Linked DNA regions of Mus musculus: all the other regions are linked to region 4. The links are chromatin contacts, called in public Hi-C, HiChIP or PLAC-seq and promoter capture Hi-C maps. All regions are on one chromosome and are shown on one strand. The core of a region is the stretch at or near the end of the contact, and the rest is flanking DNA. Distances in the headings are between cores, read along the strand shown.

Region 1 (2,748 bases), core at 243-2,742, 1.0 Mb after region 4:
ATTTGGAGAAGCACTAAGGGGGAAGGGAAGGAGAAAGAAAACACTTCAAACCCATTCACTCCTGGATGTAGGACAAGAATTTCTTTGTTACGGTTAAAAACATTCTTTTGGAGAGATGGCTCAGAGGTTAAGAGCACTGACTGCTCTTCCAGAGGTCCTGAGTTCAATTCCCAGCAACCACATGGTGGCTCACAACCATCTGTAATGGGGTCTGATGCCCTCTTCTGGTGTGTTGGAGGACAGCAGCAGTGTACTCACATATATAAAACAAATCTTACATTAAAAAAAAAAAAAGAAAAACTTATGGGGGGGTGGAGAAGGGGTGTTTTGGGAAAGGCAGCATTTGAGGAGGTAGTGTGGAAACCTAAAAGATAAAAAGAAAAACTTATCTGGGCTTTAAAAAGGAGGGATACACACACACACACACCCGCCCCACCCCACAAGTATACTGGCAACCACGCTTCATAGCCACCACAGAGACACAGAAGACCCTCATCAGCAAGGACCGAGAATAAGCCTTTTGGAGAGACCTCACAGCAATGACCGAATCTGAGGCTTCCTGACTCGTGTCTGCCATTATGAACCCACTTCAGGGAACTCTGGTCTTGAGCACACCGCACACACTGTGTCTGTCTGCAGATGTTCCCAGCAGACACTGCTCACAGGGCCTGCTTTATTCTAGCAGCCTTGACAAGGCCATAAATGCTTGGCGGGAAGATTAAGCAGCAGTTAATATCGGCCATAGTTCCAGGCAGGCAGACGCAGGAAGATGCCACCCCACCAGCTAATGACCCATGCCCTAGCACATCTGCCAAGACACTGCACTACTGACAGCATCTATCTCCTGGGTGGGGCGGGGCATTATGTGAGAAAAATAAAGGAGACAGGGGGCTTCGGCCTTCTTCTTCTCAGGAGCCTGAGATACCCAAGGTGTGTATCCCTGGTCACTCCATGACACTCTGCCCTTGGTAGGGAGGCCTCCGGCCACATGGTACACGCTAGGTTTTCCACCTCCGAGTTCTCGGGGTTTCTCCTGTGCCGGATTCTGCGCCCTGTGGACACTTAATTGACCCCTGAGCCCTTAAGTACTGGTCCCAAGGATCTGACGGACTCAGCTTCTGATTTCTGGACGCCTTGCACACTGGACTCTCAGTCTAGCCAGTGTGATGATCATCCCAGAGAACCTGAATGCAGGCCCCGGCCTCCTGGCCTCCCCAACCGGGACCACACGGAAGAACTGCGCCCAGCTCTCCATTCTAGTAATCCAAAATTGCAGGCCCTCCCAGTCCCGGGGACCCGACCCTCTCCACATTTCTGCACGAAAGCCTCCCAGGTTCTCTGTGCACTGGACACTCCGAGCACAGGCCGACTCACCATGGTGCCAGCAGTCCAGCACTTCCACTAATCCGGGATGGGCGCTGGTCAGAGGAGGCTGCGCGGTCTCCTGGCAACTCCGACTAGATCCCGTGCTGGTTCTCAAATCCTCGCGAGACTATCCTCCAGTTCTCCCCTCCCACCCACCCCCGCCCTAAGGGACCTGGGCAACCGGGAGTGCGTCCCTAACAACGCGCCAGAAGAGCTAGTGTTGCCCTCGGTGTATTGCTGGTCTCTCTCCCACTACAACTTGGGCTACAGAAGAAACCTATTGTGGTTCCTCGGGTTCTCCAGAGTCTACATGGCGGGCGCTCACAAGGAGGAACGGATAAAGAGAAAAGTCTGAATGATTAATCTGCCTCCCAAGCCAAGTTCCCAAATTGGATGCAAATATTGAGCTAAGAGCCCGCTCCTGCGGCCCATCCACCTTGCCCTGCTTGTGAAAATTCCTTCCACATGCTGCTCTGATGAGACTGAACGTGTAAAGCTGGGCTTCCAGAAAGAAAAACGCTAAGGGTGTTATGCCTGCGACCACTGGGGAAGCTGAGAGGAAGACTGCATGCGTTGGAAGCTAGCCTGGGCTACATACCAAAAACCCTGTCTCAAAAAAAAAAAAAAAAAAAAAAAAAAAAAAAAGAAAAAAATGCTGGAGAGATGGCTCAGCGGGTAAGAGCACTGACTGCTCTTCTGAAGGTAGAACCACCCATAATGAGACCTGACGCCCTCTTCTGATGCGTCTGAAGTCAGCTACAGTGTATTTATTTATAATAATAAATAAGCGAGTTGATTGGAGTTGCTTGGAGCAGGGCTGCACCCTGCATAACAACCACATAAAGGCTCACAACCATCTGTACAGCTGCAGTGTATGCACATACATAAAAAGAAAGAGAAACAAAACAAAAGCAAAACAACAACAAAGTGGCTTAGCAGGACAGGGTAAAACAGAAACAGAAGGGACAGCAGGTTATGCTCCTCTGCCTGCTCTGAGGATGAAGATTCCACACCCATAAGTGGATGCAGCAGGAGAGAAAGATTGCTCAGTGGTGGGGATCTGAGGCTCCTAGCAATGAGACTCCCCTGTTTGCTAACCCAACCTCCCAGTGTCCCCTCTCCCAGATTCTTGAAGAATGGCCCGCTGGAAGAACAACACCGGATCCTTGTGAGCATTCTAACAGTGGCTTATTTGTAGTAAATCTTAACAAAAGTCCAACATAGCCGCCACGCTGTTTGCTGTCAGTGAACTTTAAGGCGAGCCCCACTCGCCTGGGAAACTCAAAAGCAGCACCTAGAAGCACCTGAGCACAGTTAGGTCAGCTGTCGAATGCTGTCAGCCGAGAGCTCAGATTGTCAGCCGGAACATACACAGGTGGACTC
Region 2 (2,700 bases), core at 67-2,566, 1.3 Mb after region 4:
ACTGAAGATGGCCTAAGTATCCCCTCCAACCCAGTGTTCCAAATGTCTGCTGTCTAGTACCAAATGGCCACAAGCCATGGGCACAAACACCTCTGTGCAGGAGAATCCGGCCTTCAACAGGGAGTGCCAACTTTTCATGTGTGAGGTGCCTTTCTAAGTGCATTAGCTAAGCATTCCTTGGGTACAGAAGGACCAGAGCAAGCTTAGGATTCTATTCCACCAGCCCCCTGCTGGCTTCCCGACTCTTAACTGCCCTGCCCTGGGTTCTGTTACTCTGATACCTGATGGCCCCCACGATCCACTCTGAGCTCCCTCCCTCCCTCCCTCTCCTCGAGGATCCCTGTTCACTTCGAAATTCCATTCACCAGGATTTTGTGCTGCCACCTGAGTGTGGTATACCATTCCTTGTCAGATCTGCCCAAATTTTGGCAACACTTCCTGGTCCAAAACAAATGTCAACTCTTCTACAAACTTCTTACAGAATACTCCTTTTCTCCAAAGTCTCCACTATTTTATATCTCGGCTTATTTCTGAGTCCAGGTCTCACTCTGTAGCCCAGGCTCCCCTCCAAAGTGGAGTGACCATCCTGCCTCAACTCCCTGACTGGGATTACCAGTGTGGACCACCACGCAGGACTCTGACATTTTTGACTTAAGGGACCACTGCACACGTGCATTTTCTCCCCCTTTAAGAACGGCTTTCGCAACCTCGGCTTCCAGTGCAGTGCTCTGAGTTAACTAGTTGTTAAGTGTTGTCTCGTGCCTTGTGCTCTGAGGCTCTTAGTTAATGTGCCTTGGCCTCGCAAAGCATAAACAAGAAGTTAAAAATACGTGGGCTGCGGCAAAACCTCTTCCCACCAAACGTCTACTGGAGCAGAAATCGGAGCCCCTTAAGGTTCACCTTCACATCACACAAAAGAGACAAGACTGTGGGTAACGCCAGGTGAGACCCCCGCGGCTGCAGGTGCCACCGGGAACCTCCCACTCTTCTCGCCCTTGGTCGCTCGTCCTCGGTCCCACCCCGCCCCAGCCTCTGGGCTGCCGATTTCTGCCCACGCCGCGGCAAACTCGGGGACTGCCGTTCCCCCTCCGACGCTGGAACCTCAAACTTGAACGCGACACGGAACGCCCCGGTGCGCTTCAGTCTGGCCCTGCCACTCAGCGCCGCACGAGTGGCACCCCGTCGCACCCTGTGTTCTGGAGGCACGGTGAAGAAACCTTCCTTACGGATACACTTCAATCGGATCTGATCCGACTCCAGGTCCACCTCTGCCATGCCCAAGCCGCTGCCGCCCTCTTCCAGCGCGCAGGCGTAACGCCCCTCGGCGCAGGCGCATGACGTACTTCCGGTTTGTTCTGGACTTGGGGACGGAATCCGCTCGGAGCGCAGAGGCTCTGTTGTCTTTTAGCGTTAGATGCAGACACACTTCTACAAAGCTGCTCAAAGTACCATCTGTAGGCCAGCCTGCAGAAGACTCAGATTGGTTTTGATCAACTGGAGGAAAATGCGTCTCTTCCCTGTTTGCCATTTAAGTGAGACCAATTCCAGCGATCAGCCGTGCTTTCTGCCCTTCCAGACCACCACTGCTGAGAGCTATGCTTTCTGATAGTGGTTGGGTACATTCTCCGAAAGCTGGATGTGTGGGAACCCAGTCATTCCCGAGGCCAACCTCGTCCCCATCACTAGCCCAGGACAAGACGGAAGGAAACCTTGTACAGCCCGGGCAGCGTACACGAGAAAATGAAGATAATTAATGTACTGACCACTGGAGAGCAACTCTAGTCCAAGTGGTTCTTGGAGGTTGCACTCACTCAGCTTTTTTTGTTTGTTTGTTTGTTTTGCCAGGCAATAAGAGTGCCCGGCTGCTGGGATTTGAACCTGGTCCCTTCTGTCTGGAGCTCTGCACCCTTAATCGGTGAGCTAGTGCTGCAAGACTTGCACTTAGCTCTTGTACTGAGTAATGAACTCAGAACACCAATTGGCTCTGATCATCTGTGGAGGGTTTATATAGATTAGGAAGATGAATGTTCCTGCTTCTAAATGGCCAGAGTGCAGGTCCATGTGGGCACTATACTTAGGTTAATGCAAGCAGATTAGTTGGTGTTTGGACACAGTGCCATATGCCTGTAATCATAGCACTCTGGAGACTGAGGCCAGAAGATTCTGAGTTCAAAGCTAGAATGGGGTGCATAGCCTATCTTAAAAGGCTTTCAGTAGTGTGTCAATAAATCATGCCGGGCGTGGTGGCGCACGCCTTTAATCTCAGCACTTGAGAGGCAGAGGCAGGCAGATTTCTGAGTTGGAGGCCAGCCTGGTCTACAAAGTGAGTTCCAGGACAGCTAGGGCTATACAGAGAAACCCTGTCTCGAAAAAAACCAAAAAGAAAAAAAAGTCATAAATAATAATACTGTAAGATTTCTAATGGATTGTTTGCTATCTTACATTTCTTTTTAACTTTGGAATTCAGCTTTCCTCTGGGCACACTGTCACCTGTAATTGCAGCAGTCAAGAGGTTGAGGCTGCATGTTCAAGGCTGGCCTGGGCTATATACTGAGTTCTAATCCAGACTGGATTGGATGTGAGACCCTATCCCTGTTTCAGAACTCCAGCTGGGATTGTAGCTCAGTGGTGGAGCGCCTGCCTAGCATTGGGTCAAGTCCTAGGCTCACTCCTTAGCACTACATACACAAAGTTTTTTTT
Region 3 (2,700 bases), core at 168-2,667, 1.4 Mb after region 4:
CGTCCCGGTGCGCTGGCTGACTACAGCTCCACTGAAGGAACAGAAGAAAGCCATCCTTACCCCACCCTCAGGAAGCCCACACTGACAAGAAACCCACCGATCCTTGTTACAAAACTCTTTACACTTCTGAATACCGAGATACTTTCTGTACCGAGATGCCCCTGAACGTCCTGGTAGGGTGAACGCTCTAGAACAGCATACCAGGCTCCAAGTCAATAGCTCCCAACACTAACAGACACTGGAAAGCCCAGGGACACCATAGTGGCTCCCACTGATCTGCACGCGTCACCGCCGCCCCCAGTACGCTCTAACCTCCCACTGCTGCACTCATGTCAACTCTGCAGAGCTGGATCCAAGAACACAGACTCTATCTACACTGAGCCGGACCTCTGCCGCCCCGCAGGACTTACAGAACTGTCTCCCTTCTTCGGAGCAGAAGGCTTCCTGGGGAACAGGATGAGCTTGGAGCGGTACTCCTTCAGGCGCTGCACGTTGGCCTGCAGTGACTCCGTGGACTTGTTTCGCCTCCTCGGGTCCACAGAGATGCCGATGGTGCGAGCCACTTTCTTGTGGATGCCAGCCACCTGTTCAGAAACAGAAACTGGTCACCCACCTCGCAGTCACCCCACCCCAAGCCGGCCCTGCCGAGAAAACTCGGTGTCATCAGATGGAAAAGGGTTCAAAAGTACTTTCATCAAGTCAGTACAGCGATTCCGGAGAATGTCATCATTCCACCGAGCCCGAGGGACCTGCCAAGGGACCTCGCCCTGCCGCACTCACCCTGAGCTCCTCCAGGCTGAAGCCCCTGCCAGCCCGGACCTTGGTGTGGTATCTCACTGTAGGGCACCTCACGATGGGCCTGATGGGGCCGGACGCGGGGCGAGGGGCGATGCGACGCGCTTTCGCCTGCCGGGCCTTGCGCCTGCAGGAAAAGCACAGCCGTCACCTCCTGCCCCACGCGCGTCCCCGCCCTGGAGCCCACGCGAGCCACGCGCGATCTATACCTGCGGATCTTGCGCGCCGGCTGGTTGAACCAAGTGTCCACTCGCTGCTGCCAATCCTTGTGGAAGTGGGGCTTCAGTATCATGCCATTCCGGCTGGGCGCCATGGCTGCCTAAGGCCGCGAGGGAGAGGAGGGCGGCGAGTCAAGGCCAGGGTCCCCAACCCCGTCCCGGGTCCTCCCGCCCCTGCCCTGGCTCCGTGCTGTCGGCGCCCGGGCTCCTCCATGGCTGTCCGTGCGGCCTCTCTTCGCCGATGACAGCGGATGGAGGGCGATGGAGCCCGATGGACCACGATGGGACCGGCGGCGGCAGAGACTCACCTCCTATACAGGAGAACGGCCGAGCGGAAAGGACCGGGCACCGCAAAGCACCCTGGGCTTGTAGGGAGTCCGGCCAATCTCAAACGCCAATCAAAATCAGGCGAAAGGGAAGTGACGTCACGCGAACCCGCCCGCCGGCGGACCATCGCCTTTCTAGCCGTCGGGTTGGTTATTCTCGCTGGTTCCTAACTTCGCAGTGTGGGTATCTCCGGCGTGCTCAGGGGCGCACCTATGAATTAAACCCCTAAAACTCTTTCTCCCTCCTAGATCCAGTGTTTTTTCCCCGTCCACCCAGGAAAATTTATTATAGATTTGCCTGGAATTTATGTTTCCCCAGAACTGAAGCACGCACCCCCATTCCAGACTTCCCCCCCCACTTTAAGATTTTTATTTATTTTTACTTTATTTGTATGAGTGTCTCCCTGGTTTCATGGCTGTGCGTCGGATCCCCTACTACCGGAGTTCCTGGGTGCTGAGAATTGAACTTCTGAAACAGCAAGCAGCCAGTGATCGTAACTACTGAGTCATTTCTCCAGCCCCAAACTCCCCCATTTACTTAGATAACTCCTTTAGCCCTGACTTAACTCCTCGGGGGGAAATCAGGTGTGACGAAATACAATACTGAATTCCTACCCACAGTAGCAGCGACAACAAAACAGCCAAGGCATACACTGGTCCTACACCTGTATGCCTATAACCTTTTTTCACTCCTCATTCCCAATTACCAGGTTTCTTCCTGATCAAAATTCCACTACAGAAGCTGTAGAAATGGCTCAGTAATTAAGAGGGCTATAAATTTAAAAATCCACATTATACCCGGGCCAGATATCACAGGACCATAATCATAATTCATCTAGAAAATGAGACAGGACAATAGCAATTTCAATGCTTTTTGAGCAACTTAAACCCTCTTTTCTTTTTTTTCTTCTCCTTTTTTTTTAAGATTTATTTTATTTATGTAAGTACACTGTAGCTGTCTTCAGACACACCAGAAGAGGGCATCAGACTCCATTACCGATGGTTGTGAGCCACCATGTAGTTGCTGGGAGTTGAACTCAGGACCTTTGGAAGAGCAGTCCGTGCTCTTAACCGCTGAACCATCTCTCCAGCCCAACCCTCTTTTCAAAATTAAAAAGGAAGGGCTGGCAAGACAGCTTAGAGGGTTGAAGGTACTTGCTGCCATTTTATTCCTGGGACCCACATGGTAGAAGAGAACCAAGCTCTACATGCTGAGCTCATCCATGATATATATATATTTTCTCTGTCTCTCTCTCACACACACACACACAAACACACACACACACATACCACACACGCGTGCGCGCGCGAAAATAATGTCATAATGAAGCAGGCTGAGGATGTAATTCTTGCCTATTGGA
Region 4 (2,700 bases), core at 11-2,510:
TCCCTGTCATGTACCTTTGGCTCTTTTTTTTTAACCCTCTTTCCAAGGTATCCATAAGTCACAGGATGTAACAGGGGCTTTCTGAATCATTATTTCAAGCATCCCATTTGAACCTCATTTATTGGAGATGGCTCAGCAGTTAAGAGTGCTTACTACTTTAACAGAGGACCAGGGTTTGGCTCCCAGCACCCACAGGGCAGCTCACAAGCACCTGTAACTCCAGTTCTAGGGAACCCCACAGTCTTCTGGCCTCTGAGGGCTTCTGCACACACTGTGCACATAAACTCAGGAAGGCAGACACATACACACAAAAAAGCCTTTCACACATGGAAACCTACGTGGGCACAGTACAGAAGTCACATATAAATTAAAATCCAAACACCAAAACCTCAGCGCTTTCTTTGGCCATGTCAACTAAATGCAAATACCAGAACAGAGATAGGCCAATTAAGTCAGAGGGAAAAATTCGATTGTGAAAGGGGAGCAGGGTGCACACATGCAAACACAACACACACACACATACACACACACTCTATACAGTAAGACTTGGACTCGTTTGCTTAGTATTTTATGTGCCAAAGAGACAGAAAGAAATTCCTAACCTCGGAACCAGCTTTGAAATGGTCCCTCAAATCGCAACTATTAAATGGCACAAACTTTTAGCTCACAGTTGCCATTTCTGCCCTTAAGACAGGAGGATCGAGACCCGTCCGGGCTACAACTCAAAACCCTCCCTGTCTCGAGAAAGAAAGCGGGTGTAAATATGTTTGGGGTTGTTTTAAGTGACAACAGCGGAGAGGTACAACTAACAGGCTCAAAGCCTGCGCCGTTCGGAGGCTGTGCCTGCTCGGTGAAATGTTATCAGCCAAGTGTTTTCGGTTTAGATTTGTAAGCAGGGCCGCTGGGTTGCAGCGTGGCGAGGCTGTCAGGTTCCCACTTCTTAATGTCAGAGCGTTTTCAGCCTGGACACCCCTGCCACCTTCCATCCCACGTCCCTGACACCCGCCGGAGCCTCTGGGAACCACCGGGCCTCAGCGTCCGGCCAACTCAGCGGCGATCTGCCGGGTGCCCTCACCTTCATGAACTCGTCCTTATCGAAGCACAGCGTGTCCGGCCCCGTAGGCAGGTTCATCCTGCGTTTCTCCATCACGCCGGCCGCCGCCCCTCAAGGCCAAGACCGCAGGGGACGCGGCAGCCCAGCCCACCCCCAGCGTCCCAGCTCCACTTCCGCTTCCGCCAGTATGGCAGCAGCGAGCGACAGCCAATAGACGAGCGTCGCGGGCGGCTGCGCACTGTTGGTGATAAGAGCGGCGCCCTCGAGCCGGAAGCTCCCAGCCTGGCGCTACTGCCTCCGGGAGTCGAGCGTGGTACTGCAGCCTCACGCATGCACCGAGGCAGCTGGCCTGGGAGAAAAGTCAAGAACCAGGACAGCCTTGTTCTTTTCTCCTGGTGAGGAGAGAAAACGTCACTGCCCTTAAAGATGGTCAGAGGAAAGTGATCCCTTTGTATTTCAGTTTAGACCAAACAGGACACCATCCCTCTAACTGAATGTTGGGGTAAAATTCAGAGACCCTATCGCCTGAGCATGTGCTGGATAGGCTGGACTGCAGCCGATGTCCCTAACATGTTGGTTTGTGTGTAGCAAAGAAGTCTTGCTTTCTTGTTAATATTTTATTCTTATTACCAAATCTTTCACCCTCACAAGTTTAGGCAACGTGAACTCGCCATACGCTGACCATGCTCTAGTAACCCCCAGCCTGTCTCCAGGTCCTCTTTACCCAGGCTACCACCACCATCATAGCTGTCATGGGAAGATATTGTTAGAACACTTCACCAACACCTTATTTAGCGATTCCTCCTGTAAAAGATCAAACAAAGCCCTTCTTGCCAACTCAAAGTATTATCCTCGAACCTAACAAAGCGAACAGTTCTCTGCTGTTATTATTAGTCTGAGAGATGTGGCATTCAGCCTCTCGCTATAATTTCAGAGTGGCAAATTGGAGGTACCAAGGGAGGGACCCGAGGTGCTCGCCAAGAGAGAAACAAAGACTCCTGGGAAACCTGCCTGATTCCTAGAAGCTTGGGGCTAGAACTTGCTGTTCCCTTCTGATATTTTCCTCCATCCTTTATCAAAGAACCTGACTGTGTTCAGCCTAGTGTGCTAACCCTGGAATTGCTGCAAAGATTCAGTGGTGTACTGGCTGGCTTTGCGTGTCAAATTGACACAAGCTAGAGTCATCAGAGAGAAGAGAGTCTCAGCTGAGGAAATGCCTCCATGAGATCCAGCTGTAAGGCATTTTCTCAATTAGTGCTCTGTGAGGGAGGACCCAGCCCACTGTGGGTGGGGCCATCCCTGAGCTGGTGGTCCTGGGTTCATTAAGAAATCAGGCTGAGCAAGCCATGGGAAGCAAGCTAACAAGCAGCACCCTCCATGGTTTCTGTATCAGCTCCTGTTCTAGGTTCCTGCCCTGCTTGAGTTGCTGTCCTGACTTCCTCCAATGATGAACTGTGATCTGAAAGTGTAAGCCAGATAAACCTTTTCCTCCTCAACTTGCTTTTTGATCATTGTGTTTTGTTGAAGCCATAGAAACCCTAACTAAGACATGGTGTTTTGTTGCAGCCATAGTTAGCCTGGTACCCTAACTGAGACAAATTGGTACCGGGAATGGGGTATTGCTGTGACAGACCTGACTTCAGTGA
Region 5 (2,700 bases), core at 149-2,648, 1.0 Mb before region 4:
AGCTTACATGGCAAGCACTCTACACAGCCCCAAGAATTTTACTGTTAAAGAAAAAAACCAAACCAAACCAAACCAAACCATAGCCTTGCTTAGATGCTGGATTTCCCTGCATACCAGCAGGTTGTCTTCTCACCGTTGGCGGGAGAGCTACAAGGAATAACTGTGTGTTGGTGCTGGCTGCACTTCCTCAGAACCGCACTTCCTCAGGAAGCCTGCGGGTAGGAACAAGGTGTGGGGAGGGGCATGTCTGCATGGCTTGTTTCTGTGCAGAGCATCTTGTGAGGTGTCCCCAGCACAGACCTAGGAATGCGGATCTTCCTGTCCCTTCCCTTGCATTCCAGTACATAACAGTTGCTGGGGAAGACCCAGTTTTAGGTGCTCCCCTCCCCCACTTCCCAGCCCAGACAGAGCCCTTACCTCATTAAGCCACCTGTGAAGGAGGAAGTGTGGCCAGGCTCCAGAGTCCTCATTGATGCTACTCAGAGAATCTGTGGCTTCCTTTCCTGGCCATAAACAAAAGCAGCTGAAAGAATGGGCTTTGCTTCTCATGGGATGCTTGCTATGTCAGGGGAAGGAAAGGCGCTTTCTCATAATGTTCATCTTGTAGGGGCCTCACCATAAAATACAGACAGTAACCCAGAAGTGCCGTGTGAAGCTGACTATTAGCAGCAGACTTTTCGAGTTTGTGTTGGGGTCTCATAATACATGCACACGAGGACACATGAGGACAGAACCCTCCTTACAGGAAAATTGGAATATTGATCTCTGAAAACAGCGATGCTTCAGAAATGCCTCTCTCTTAAGGTCTGGAAGGTCATACTGTGTTCGCAAGAGATACTTGTTATTCGCAGTGCAGTCATGTCTCCCGCATAGGTCTCCCTGGTGACGGCTCCATGTGTCCTCTTGCACAGCCTCAGTGGCAGAGAACATCACAACGCAGTGTGCTCTTGTCCTACTACAATGGCTAGAAGCTAGGGGCTGCCTGTGGGAACTGGTGGCTGTGATAGGTGGACAGACAGGCCAGGGAACACTTGGATAGGAAATCTTTCACAAATATTCTGGTGTTGGGGGTCATTATATTGTAACATAAGCCGTTAGGCATTATCAAGTAAATTCATATATTTATGTAGCCGTTCTGTCTGTCTGTCTGTCTGTGGTTTTCCATAAGACTAGAATTCTGAACCTGCTAAAGCAACCTCCTTATCTTCCTCCCTCTGAACCTATCTATTCTGCTTCTGCTTTGAGTCTTCACTATTCCTGGAACCCCATGGAAGAGAAATGGTCTGTCTCAGCCTTTGTCCCTTTGTGACTCATGTATCTCACTTAGTGGCCCTGGAGCTTCAGTCATAATGCATCAGACGTCAGAATTCCCTTCCTCCTTAAGGCTGAATAACATTCCATTGTGTGAATGGGTCACACTGTTTATTCACCCATCAAAGGACACTTGGGTCAGTTGGAACGAGAGCTGTTGTCAGAGTGGCTAGACACTGCTAGAGCAGTGTTTTTTCAACCTGTGGGTCACGTCCCGTCTGGGGTCGCCTAAGACCGGGAAAAACACAGATATTTGCATTACAATTCATAACAGTAGCAAATTTTCATGAATTATGAAGTAGCAATAAAAATAATTTTTATGGTCACCACAATAGGAGGGACTGTATCATAGGTGGCAGCATTAGGAAGGTTGAGAACCACTGCTCTAGAGCCACTGTAAGTTCTTTGGATGCAAATCCTGGATCCCATGGCAAGGCTGAGGGACCTGCTGCCTGTGCCTCTGATTCTGAGCCTCAGAACAAGAACGATTGCTCATTGAAGGAGAAACCCAGCTGCTCCGAGGGGCTTCAGTGACTTCTCATCAGCTGCTTTGCGCTTCCTAAAGATGGAGGCAGACTGAGGAAGGTCGGTTTTCTAAAGCAGAGGCCAGTGACAGCCTTCTGCATAAGTGATAAGCTTGTCTTCATGTCGTAGTGGAGTGGTTCATGAAGGTACCGCGTCAGCACGGCCGCTTCTGAGCAGGTCGGTGGGGATCCTCCTTACTGCGGGCTGCCTCATCTTGCTGGAAGCCTGCTCGTGCTCCTGGGTTCCTTCTGGTCAGTATTCCCTCCTTGCTGCATCTTGGCTCCTTGCGCTATCATACAGGAGTGTGGATTTTAGGAAGCTTTAGTTTGCAGTTCTTATAGCTACTGCTCTGAAATATAAGTTGTGGATGGAGAAGCTTGTGATCTGAGGAGCAGTCTGACTTCAATTCATATTCATTCATAGTCTTCCACCGCCCCCACCTCCTGTCTCCACCCCTTGAGTGCTGAATTCCAGGTGCACTGCTTCCCGAGGTTCAGAACAGAACCCGGGCTTTATCCGTGCTAGGCAAGCACTCTTCCAGCAGAACTGCAGCCTGGGCCAAGAACCAAGAAGGAAGTGCTTCCCTGAGCACCAGGTTCCTCGTCCAGGGAAGCAGGGTGGCCTGTGGACTCTGCCACTCCCTTCTTTCCTTCCCTTTCCTTTTACCGTAGGTAGGTGTGAGTTTGTAAACAGTATCGGAACTGTCACCAGATGCAGTTGTGATTTAACAGGGTAATCTGAAACACCCTTCTCCTTCTGGTCTTGGTGTTGCCTCCACAACACTGAGAAGTGACTGTGATCATAAAGGCTGCTGGGGGATGTGGTTGATTCGTGTTGCTGTTTCCTGTGGTAGAATTAGAACTC

Evidence for each region. Promoter capture Hi-C pulls out the DNA fragments that hold promoters and counts their contacts. Hi-C and Micro-C count contacts between places; a contact is called where the count stands out from the background. HiChIP or PLAC-seq counts read pairs in DNA pulled down with a chosen protein or histone mark.
Region 1: an H3K4me3 HiChIP or PLAC-seq map of bone marrow-derived macrophages shows a contact between it and region 4, with 10 times the contacts expected there. The contact joins the promoter of Gas8 here to the promoter of Cog2 in region 4. A contact is called at or near these places in 2 of 39 promoter capture datasets (both in liver) and 1 of 115 datasets of contacts at active chromatin or transcription factors (bone marrow-derived macrophages).
Region 2: a promoter capture Hi-C map of liver shows a contact between it and region 4, with 2.6 times the contacts expected there. The contact joins the promoter of Cdk10 here to the promoter of Cog2 in region 4. A contact is called at or near these places in 2 of 39 promoter capture datasets (liver and pre-B cells).
Region 3: a contact with region 4 is called in a Hi-C map of uterus, with 10 times the contacts expected there. The contact joins the promoter of Rpl13 here to the promoter of Cog2 in region 4. A contact is called at or near these places in 1 of 39 promoter capture datasets (liver) and 1 of 484 Hi-C or Micro-C datasets (uterus).
Region 5: a promoter capture Hi-C map of stem cell-derived epiblast-like cells shows a contact between it and region 4, with 5 times the contacts expected there. The contact joins the promoter of 4930566D17Rik here to the promoter of Cog2 in region 4. A contact is called at or near these places in 1 of 39 promoter capture datasets (stem cell-derived epiblast-like cells) and 1 of 115 datasets of contacts at active chromatin or transcription factors (microglia).

What each region holds. Positions count from the first base shown.
Region 1 is chr8:123,517,579-123,520,326 of GRCm38.p6, reverse strand. It overlaps Gas8 (growth arrest specific 8), which reads right to left and starts at 1,492. Exons shown (of 11, transcript NM_018855.2): 1 at 1,375-1,492. The coding sequence starts at 1,377. It also overlaps a transcript of Dbndd1 not described here.
Region 2 is chr8:123,223,457-123,226,156 of GRCm38.p6, reverse strand. It overlaps Cdk10 (cyclin-dependent kinase 10), which reads right to left and starts at 1,316. Exons shown (of 13, transcript NM_194446.2): 1 at 1,189-1,316. The coding sequence starts at 1,275.
Region 3 is chr8:123,101,067-123,103,766 of GRCm38.p6, reverse strand. It overlaps Rpl13 (ribosomal protein L13), which reads right to left and starts at 1,417. Exons shown (of 6, transcript NM_016738.5): 1 at 1,322-1,417; 2 at 1,005-1,114; 3 at 781-922; 4 at 411-584. The coding sequence starts at 1,108. It overlaps Snord68 (small nucleolar RNA, C/D box 68), which reads right to left and starts at 709; the gene lies at 662-709.
Region 4 is chr8:124,519,327-124,522,026 of GRCm38.p6, reverse strand. It overlaps Cog2 (component of oligomeric golgi complex 2), which reads right to left and starts at 1,260. Exons shown (of 18, transcript NM_029746.3): 1 at 1,076-1,260. The coding sequence starts at 1,147.
Region 5 is chr8:125,521,030-125,523,729 of GRCm38.p6, reverse strand. It overlaps 4930566D17Rik (a long non-coding RNA gene), which reads right to left and starts at 1,398. Exons shown (of 3, transcript XR_003947612.1): 1 at 418-1,398. All of the region lies in intron 1 of Sipa1l2 (signal-induced proliferation-associated 1 like 2), which reads left to right.